Regions from separate parts of the Sus scrofa genome. Here region 1 is linked to region 2. The links are chromatin contacts, called in public HiChIP or PLAC-seq maps. All regions are on one chromosome and are shown on one strand. The core of a region is the stretch at or near the end of the contact, and the rest is flanking DNA. Distances in the headings are between cores, read along the strand shown.

Region 1 (3,537 bases), core at 557-3,056, 140 kb after region 2:
TAATATTAGTTTCTTTTGGATTTGGAAAGTTTTCAGACATAATTTCTTCAAATATATTTTCAATCCCCCTTTCTTTTCCTTCTGGAATTCCTATTATGCATAGTTTGGCCCACTTTATATTATCCCATAGATCTCTTATATTGCTTTTGTGTTTTCTCATTTGGTTTTCTGCCTGCTGTTCTGATTGGGTGATTTCCATTATTCTATCTTCCTAATCACTAATTCGTTCCTCCGCCTTATTCATTCTGCTCTTTAGTGCCTTAGCTCAGTTTGTGTCTCTGCAAGTGAATTTTCTAATTTTTCTGTGTTCCTCCTTATATTTTCTAGTTCATTTCTAAAGGAATCTGCATACTGTTCATATCTACTCTTAATTCTTTGATATTCAGCCTTAATTCCTTTAGTATTTTCACTATCTCCCTTTTGAACGCAATGTCTGTCAGACTGCAGAGGTCTCTTTCATTGTTTGCTGCTTCATGTGATTTCTGTTCCATTAACTGGGAATGGTTTCTGAGCTTCTTCATCTTGCTTATGTTTTTCTTTTTCTGTGAGTTTAGGGAAGCCGCACTGTAGTCTTGGAGGACTACTTTTATGCAAGAGCACTCCTTTGTATTTTGTAGGGGGTTACTATTTATTTTTGGTGTGGGAGTTTGAATATTTGCTGTCTCTTTCTTTGGTGTGAGCAGGCTGTTATCCCCAGGGTGCTGAGTGTATGTATTTCCAGGGAGAAGGAGGCAATGGATAGGGCTAGTAGTCAGTGCCCAGTTGCTGGGCTCTTAACAGCAGCAAGGACCTGCAGGAAGGTGGCACAAGCTGCTCCTAGTTGCAGGGCCCTGGGAAGTGGTAATGAGCCTTAGGCAGATTTACAAGGTGCCCAGAGCATTTGGCAGTGGCAGCAGCGGGATGTGTGAGTTCCCAGGGGAGTAAGAGCAACAACAGGTAGTGTTCAATTGCAGTGCCCTTCTCTGAGGTGATTGGGGCCGCAAGTGGTGCCTGTTCAGGGACCCCTAGTGGTAGCGGGCCACACCCACCTCTGGAGTCAGTGATAACTGTGGTGGTTTGCCCCCTCCACCTACAGACCACCCAGAAGCACTCTGTCTCACTTATCCCACATAGGAGGTGCTACACAGGATGCTCCTAGTGGCAGGATCCTGGGAAGTGACAGAGATCAAACATGTGGGCACTGCCCAGAGCAGTAGGCAGTGGCAGCAGCAGGGCCCATGTGCTCCCAGGGGACTGAGAGCAACAACAGGTAGTGTTCGGTCACAGTGCCCTCCTCTGTGGTGCCTTTGAGGTAGTGGGGGCTGCAGGTGGCATCTGTTCATAGACCCCTAGTGGTCACCTCTGGAGTCAGAGATAACTGCAGTGGTTTGCCCCTGCCTCCTGTAGACCATGCAAGAAGCACCTTGTCCCACTTAGCCCCCATAGGAGGTGCTGTACCAGCTGCTCCTAGTTGTAGGTTCTTGGGAAGGGACAGTGATCAAGCGACTAGGCACTGTCCAGAGCATTTGGCAGTGGCAGCAGCAGGGCGGGTATACTCCCAGGGGAGTGAGAGCAACAACAGGTGGTGTTCTGTCACAGTGCCCTCCTCTGTGGTGCCCTCTGAGGTGGTTGGAGTTACAAGTGGATCTTGTTCAGGGAACCCCAGTGGTGGTGGGCTTCACCCACCTCTGGAATCAGAGATAACTGCCATGGTTTTCCCCCGCCATCTGCAGACCAGGCAAGAAGTGCCTGTCCTGTTTAGCTCACACAGGAGGTGCTGCACCAGCTGCTTCTAGTTGTAGGGTCTCGGGAAAGGACAGTGATCAAGTGTCTGGGTGCTGCCCAGAGCATTTGGCAGTGGCAGCTGCAGGGCAGGTGCATTCCCAGGGGGGTGAGAGCAAGAGTGTGCGGTGCTTGGTTTCAGTGCCCTCTCTTTTTTTTTTTTGCCAACCCCTGAGGTGACTGGGGCCTCAGGTGGAGCCCACTCACGGGCCCCCAGTGGTGGCAGGCCACACCTCCCTATGGCCTCTGAGACGACCACCGCAGTCCGTCCCTGCCATCTGTAGATCACGCAGGAGGCACCACATCACAGCTAGCCCTCTGTTGCCCTTAGCCCACACAAGAAGTGCCCAGTCTCTACCCAGGCAAGTGGTTTCTCACCACTGTAACCTGCACCAGAGGTGCCCCCCTCCCCGAGAGCCCAAGCACAGGTTTCCCGGGAGATTCCTATGGTGGCCTGCCTCTCCTCCTCTCACCCTCCCCAACAATGTCGCCTTGCTTCTCCTGCGGGCCTAGACCTTCTCCCGGATTCCATCTGCCATGGCGTTCCTCTCCTCTGCTGTGGTGTTCCACTCTCCAGCCTGTGGCACACTGCTTTTTAGCCCCTTAGGCTGTCCCCACACAGGCAACCCTAGTCTTCTCCCCAGGACGGACCTCTGGAGCCTGAGTCTCAGCACCTAGTCACTGCCCGAGCATCTCAGGCTGTGGCGTCCCTGCGGGTGGTTCAGATGATCCATGCGGCTCTCATCTACTTCGCCCTCCTCAGTCCAGCTGCTGCACTTTTCTTGGCAACTTTGAGGTCCCTCTGTCTCGGCTGATCTTCCATCACTTAGGTGGCTTCTCAGGGCGTGGATTCCTTTTTTCCTTCACAGCTCGCTCTCAGGAATGCTAGTCCCATCCGGATTCCTTTTCTCTCTCTCTTTTTCTTTTGTTCTACCCAGTTATGTCAAGAGTTTCTTGCCCTTTTTGGAGGTTTAAGTTTTCTGCTAGCATTCAATAGATGTCCCGTGCAAGTCATTTTACCTGTAGATGTGTTGTTTTGATGTGTTTGTGGCAGAAGATGAGTGCGACGTCTTACTCCTCTGCCATCTTGATCCGCCTCTGAGTTATTATCTTGATAGAATCTCAAATATACTGCAGACTCCAGGATGAAAAGGACTGAAACCCAAGGTGACAGTGAAGTAGAAAATAATCCTTCTACCTCACATTTCCATGGGTATTCTTTTTTTTTTTTTTTTTTTTTTTGGTCTTTTTGCCTTATCTAGGGCCAATTCCTGCAGCATATGGAGGTTCCCAGGTTAGGGGTCTAATCAGAGCTGTAGCCACCCACCTACACCAGAGCTACAGCAATGTGGGATCCAAGCTGCATCTGCAACCTACACCACAGCTCACGCCAATGCCATATCCTTAACCCACTGAGCAAGGCCAGGGATCGAACCCATAACCTCATGGTTCCTAGTCGGATTCATTAACCACTAAGCCACGACAGGAACTTCTCCATGGGTATTCTAAATCAGCTTTCATTTTACAGTTATGTGATCTATGGGTGCATTGTCCTTACACCCATAGATGAAGGACCAGTTCCATTGATAAAGAATGAAAGAATATTATACTTTCACAAGCTCTATGTGTACGTAGACCTGGGGTAACCTACTGGTAAATCTGGCCCATAGCTGTTTAGAGATTAAAGAAAGCTTGAAGAAATAAATTTGTAATGAGGGTGGTGTCAGCACATTATCTTTTGAAAGAACAAAAATGCTATTGTGAGGTAGAAGAATG
Region 2 (3,389 bases), core at 547-3,046:
GGCAGGTTTTTTTCTCTTTTTTTTCCTCTCCAAGACACAGAAACCTTTATTTTCTCCCTACACCACAAACCGGTGCTGTTAAATAATATTGGATAATTGCACCTGTCGTACTCCCCATATTGTGCTGAGGAAAAATAATTGCTGGTTTTCTGCTTTGCAGTTTAGCTGTGACTCCGTCATTTGACTCAGAGCATGTCATTTTCTCCCATTTTAGACTGTGTATAGTCAAACTGTGTGAAAGGACTCACAGATAGCGGCCCTGCGTGTGAGTGGGCGCAGGCCTCATTCAGCAATGATTTCTAATTTATACAGCATTGAAAATCCACAGCTATAAATAAACAGTTCTGACTGGCTTTACTGCCTACTCAAATGCTTTATTAAAAAAAAAAAATGAACTACCAACTGCATGAGAATGGGAAATAATGTCTGGATGTGGATTCTGATTTCTGACACTTGTGCCCTTGGAGTGGGGATACCCAGACTTGGGATGGGTTCAGGGCTCGTCCAGGCAGCCTTCTGGGAGGCCCAGCCTACCCACTCTTTCCTCGCCACCCCCACCCCACGTTCCCTGTGTGCAGGTGCAACGTGCTTGGGGATTACAGTATATGAAACTGATTTCCTGTTATGACAAGTATTGCAAGTGAGTAGGTGCAGAGGAGCTGAAAATAGCTTGAGAAATGTATGACCCATTTGCAGGGAGGCTGGGGCTAATGTACTGTTTAGGCAAACAAGGTAAGTCTTCTCTCCAGATTCACAATTGGTGTCACATGTGAGATAGCATCTTCAGAACATAACTACAGGTATGGACCAGTCCATGCAGCAGTAGTGTAGCTCCTCCCCCTGCCTGTATAGGTGAGAGTTTCCACCAAGTTGAGGCCTCCTGACCCCTTCTTTTGTCCAGCCTTGTACCTATATTTTTGCTTTTTTAAATAAAGTATTTCAGATGTTCAGTTCCTGCCTTGTTCTCTAATAAAGAGAAAGGAAGGTGGGCTCAGGAATCAACCATCTGTGTGACCCTGGATCAGTCATTTCCCTTCCTCTGAACTCCAGGGTTTTGCTGGAGTGGGCTCATAACAGGCTTATGAGGATTCAGTGATTCTCGGTCTTTCTTCCTAACTTTGCATCCAGGGACATGTTGGCAGCTTGAAAAAGTGCATGTTGGAGTGTTTATACCATGGCAGTGGGCAAACATTATAAATCAGGAACTTAAAATTTTCTTTTTTCCAGATAGTTGGATTTTAAACATTTAATAGCACACTAGTACCAGAAATTCAGTTTGCCTATTTGTAAAATGAGGATGTAATACATTTTCTACTTAAAAGACTTTTGTGGAGATAAAATGAGGTCATTGAGATGAGAGTGGCTCTAAATTACATGACACTGTACAAATATTGTTGGTTTTCTCATAATTTGGTTTGTACTTTTGCTATTTTCTAACTACTGAGGACTTAACAGACTTACACAGGCAGCTAATACTGTTTTCCTTTTAATGTATGTTTAATCAGTGTTCATTACAGGTGTTTTTTTTTTTGTTTGTTTGTTTGTTTTGCTTCTCCTTTCTTAAGCTATAGCAGCACCAAGGAAGCACTGCGTGCTTATTTATGTGCTCAATGGGAAGTGGTTCTGAGGTGTTTGTGGTGTTGGAGTAGATCTTGCACAGTGGCCAGTCATGCAGCAATCAGGGTTTAATTTGGTCACTGAAGCCACAAATAGAAATATGCAGGCTCATCCCAGCCAAGGGCTTACTATGACTCTGAGAAGTATGCAGCCTGAGTCATCTTTGGGGTGTGGAAAAATTTGAGTGATCCCCTGAGGGCTTCACATTTGGAGAATTTCCACCGTGTGATAACTACTCCTGGGCTCCTGCTGAGACCAGGTGCTTGGAGCAATCAAGAAGTAGCAGGTGTGGGAAAAGAGATGGTGTTCCCAGCTTAATTCAGAAAGACTTAAGGCTCATATTTGTGTAACCCTAGAAGAGGAGTAGAGATTGAGTGGGTTTCTTGGTGCCTGTCGTAGTGGGCCCTTGGACCGCCCACCCCATTGGGATATTCTGCTCCCTTCCCTAACCCTTCAAGACTGCCCTGGGTGTCAGTGTATTTATCTTGTGTAATGTTCAATTGGGAAGCCCAAGTACAATTTACTCTGGTATCCACATACAACCTACATGGGCCTATTGACACATCAACAGACTTGGTGGTGTTTACCTACCACTAGTCATTTGTATTCTTTACAAAATGTGTCTGTAAATAAAGACCCAGAAAAATCCTCTGGGAAAATCAAAGCAGGATTTATGAATGCACTTGTTAATCACCTGACAATCAGCTTTGTTACACCGTGAACTAATTTAGCAAAGAGCTTTGTACCAAAGCAGTCTTAGCAGTCCTCACAGTCATTATCATTTGCCATCCAGATTATTCCCCAAGTGAAATGTACATTTATTTGATGAATTAATGTTCATGGAAAAGATTTTGACAATGTCCCTATATTCAGTGTTTACCTGCCCCAAATGCTTGCTTATAAGAGAAACATATTTCTCAATATTTTTGCCCCAATTAATTTGCTATTATATTAGACATCGTCAGAAACAGCCACCACCCTACATTTCTATCTAGATTGAGAAAAAAAAGATGAGAAATCCATGAAAATAACTAGCTTATGAAAGTGCTTCTTTTTGGGAAAATTAGGATTATTAAAAAAATGGCACAGGACTGGGAGTTAGAAAATCTGGGAGACAAAAGCTGTTGTCTTAGTTCTGATACAAACTCTTTGGTCTCATGCAGGTAACTTCTCATCTAGGTCCTCAGCATCCTCCTCTGGAAAGTGAAGAGTTTGAATGATCCTAAGTCCCTTTTTCTCTCTAAACATTCTCTAACACTGCATATACATGAGTTCCTTTGGTCTTTAGCCACATGTTGACCACAGACCATCCTCCGCAGAAGTCAGACAGAGGTAATAAATTCTGAGACAGTTGGAGTTGTTTTGGGTGTGTCCAGGAAAAGTTTCAAAAAATCAGGAGTCTTCAAATTAAGCTACCTTCATAACCTTCTTATTTATTTAAATATCATACCCTGTCCTTACTGCCTTTCTATGTTGCACCACCATGTCCCCTCACCAGGGGGGAAAAAAAAAATGAAAAAAACTCTTGTGTTTTCTTCCTTCTTAGTTCTTGGAAAAGCATCTAATCACTTCCTCTTCTTCCTCTGCTGCATCATGTCACCTGCACAGACAAGAACAGAAAGAGGCCTCAGCCTTCAGGGTTTCCCTAATGGGTGTTCATTCTTGTGTGGGTAGACATTCACCCTAACATGGGACACTGGAAAGTTGAAACTTTTCCCAGGGCATGATGCTTAAGGAGTTCTGAAAAGCCACCAACACTGCCACAAGGGCAA

The links. HiChIP or PLAC-seq counts read pairs in DNA pulled down with a chosen protein or histone mark.
Region 1: an H3K27ac HiChIP or PLAC-seq map of skeletal muscle shows a contact between it and region 2. The contact joins two enhancer-like sites. A contact is called at or near these places in 2 of 47 Hi-C or Micro-C datasets (liver and skeletal muscle) and 1 of 2 datasets of contacts at active chromatin or transcription factors (skeletal muscle).

Annotation. Positions count from the first base shown.
Region 1 is chr7:8,377,600-8,381,136 of Sscrofa11.1, forward strand. No RefSeq gene overlaps it. Among named protein-coding and RNA genes, the nearest start is that of ADTRP, 66 kb to the left of the region's middle. Within about 2 kb of position 1,807, at least 3 of the 83 cell types and tissues checked have an H3K27ac peak or open chromatin away from gene starts, as enhancers often do. A contact at or near this core is called in skeletal muscle, where this site is marked.
Region 2 is chr7:8,241,100-8,244,488 of Sscrofa11.1, forward strand. It overlaps ADTRP (androgen-dependent TFPI-regulating protein), which reads right to left. Exons shown (of 5, transcript XM_021100192.1): 5 at 1,671-3,217. The coding sequence ends at 3,183. Among named protein-coding and RNA genes, the nearest start is that of ADTRP, 71 kb to the right of the region's middle. Within about 2 kb of position 1,797, at least 14 of the 83 cell types and tissues checked have an H3K27ac peak or open chromatin away from gene starts, as enhancers often do. A contact at or near this core is called in skeletal muscle, where this site is marked.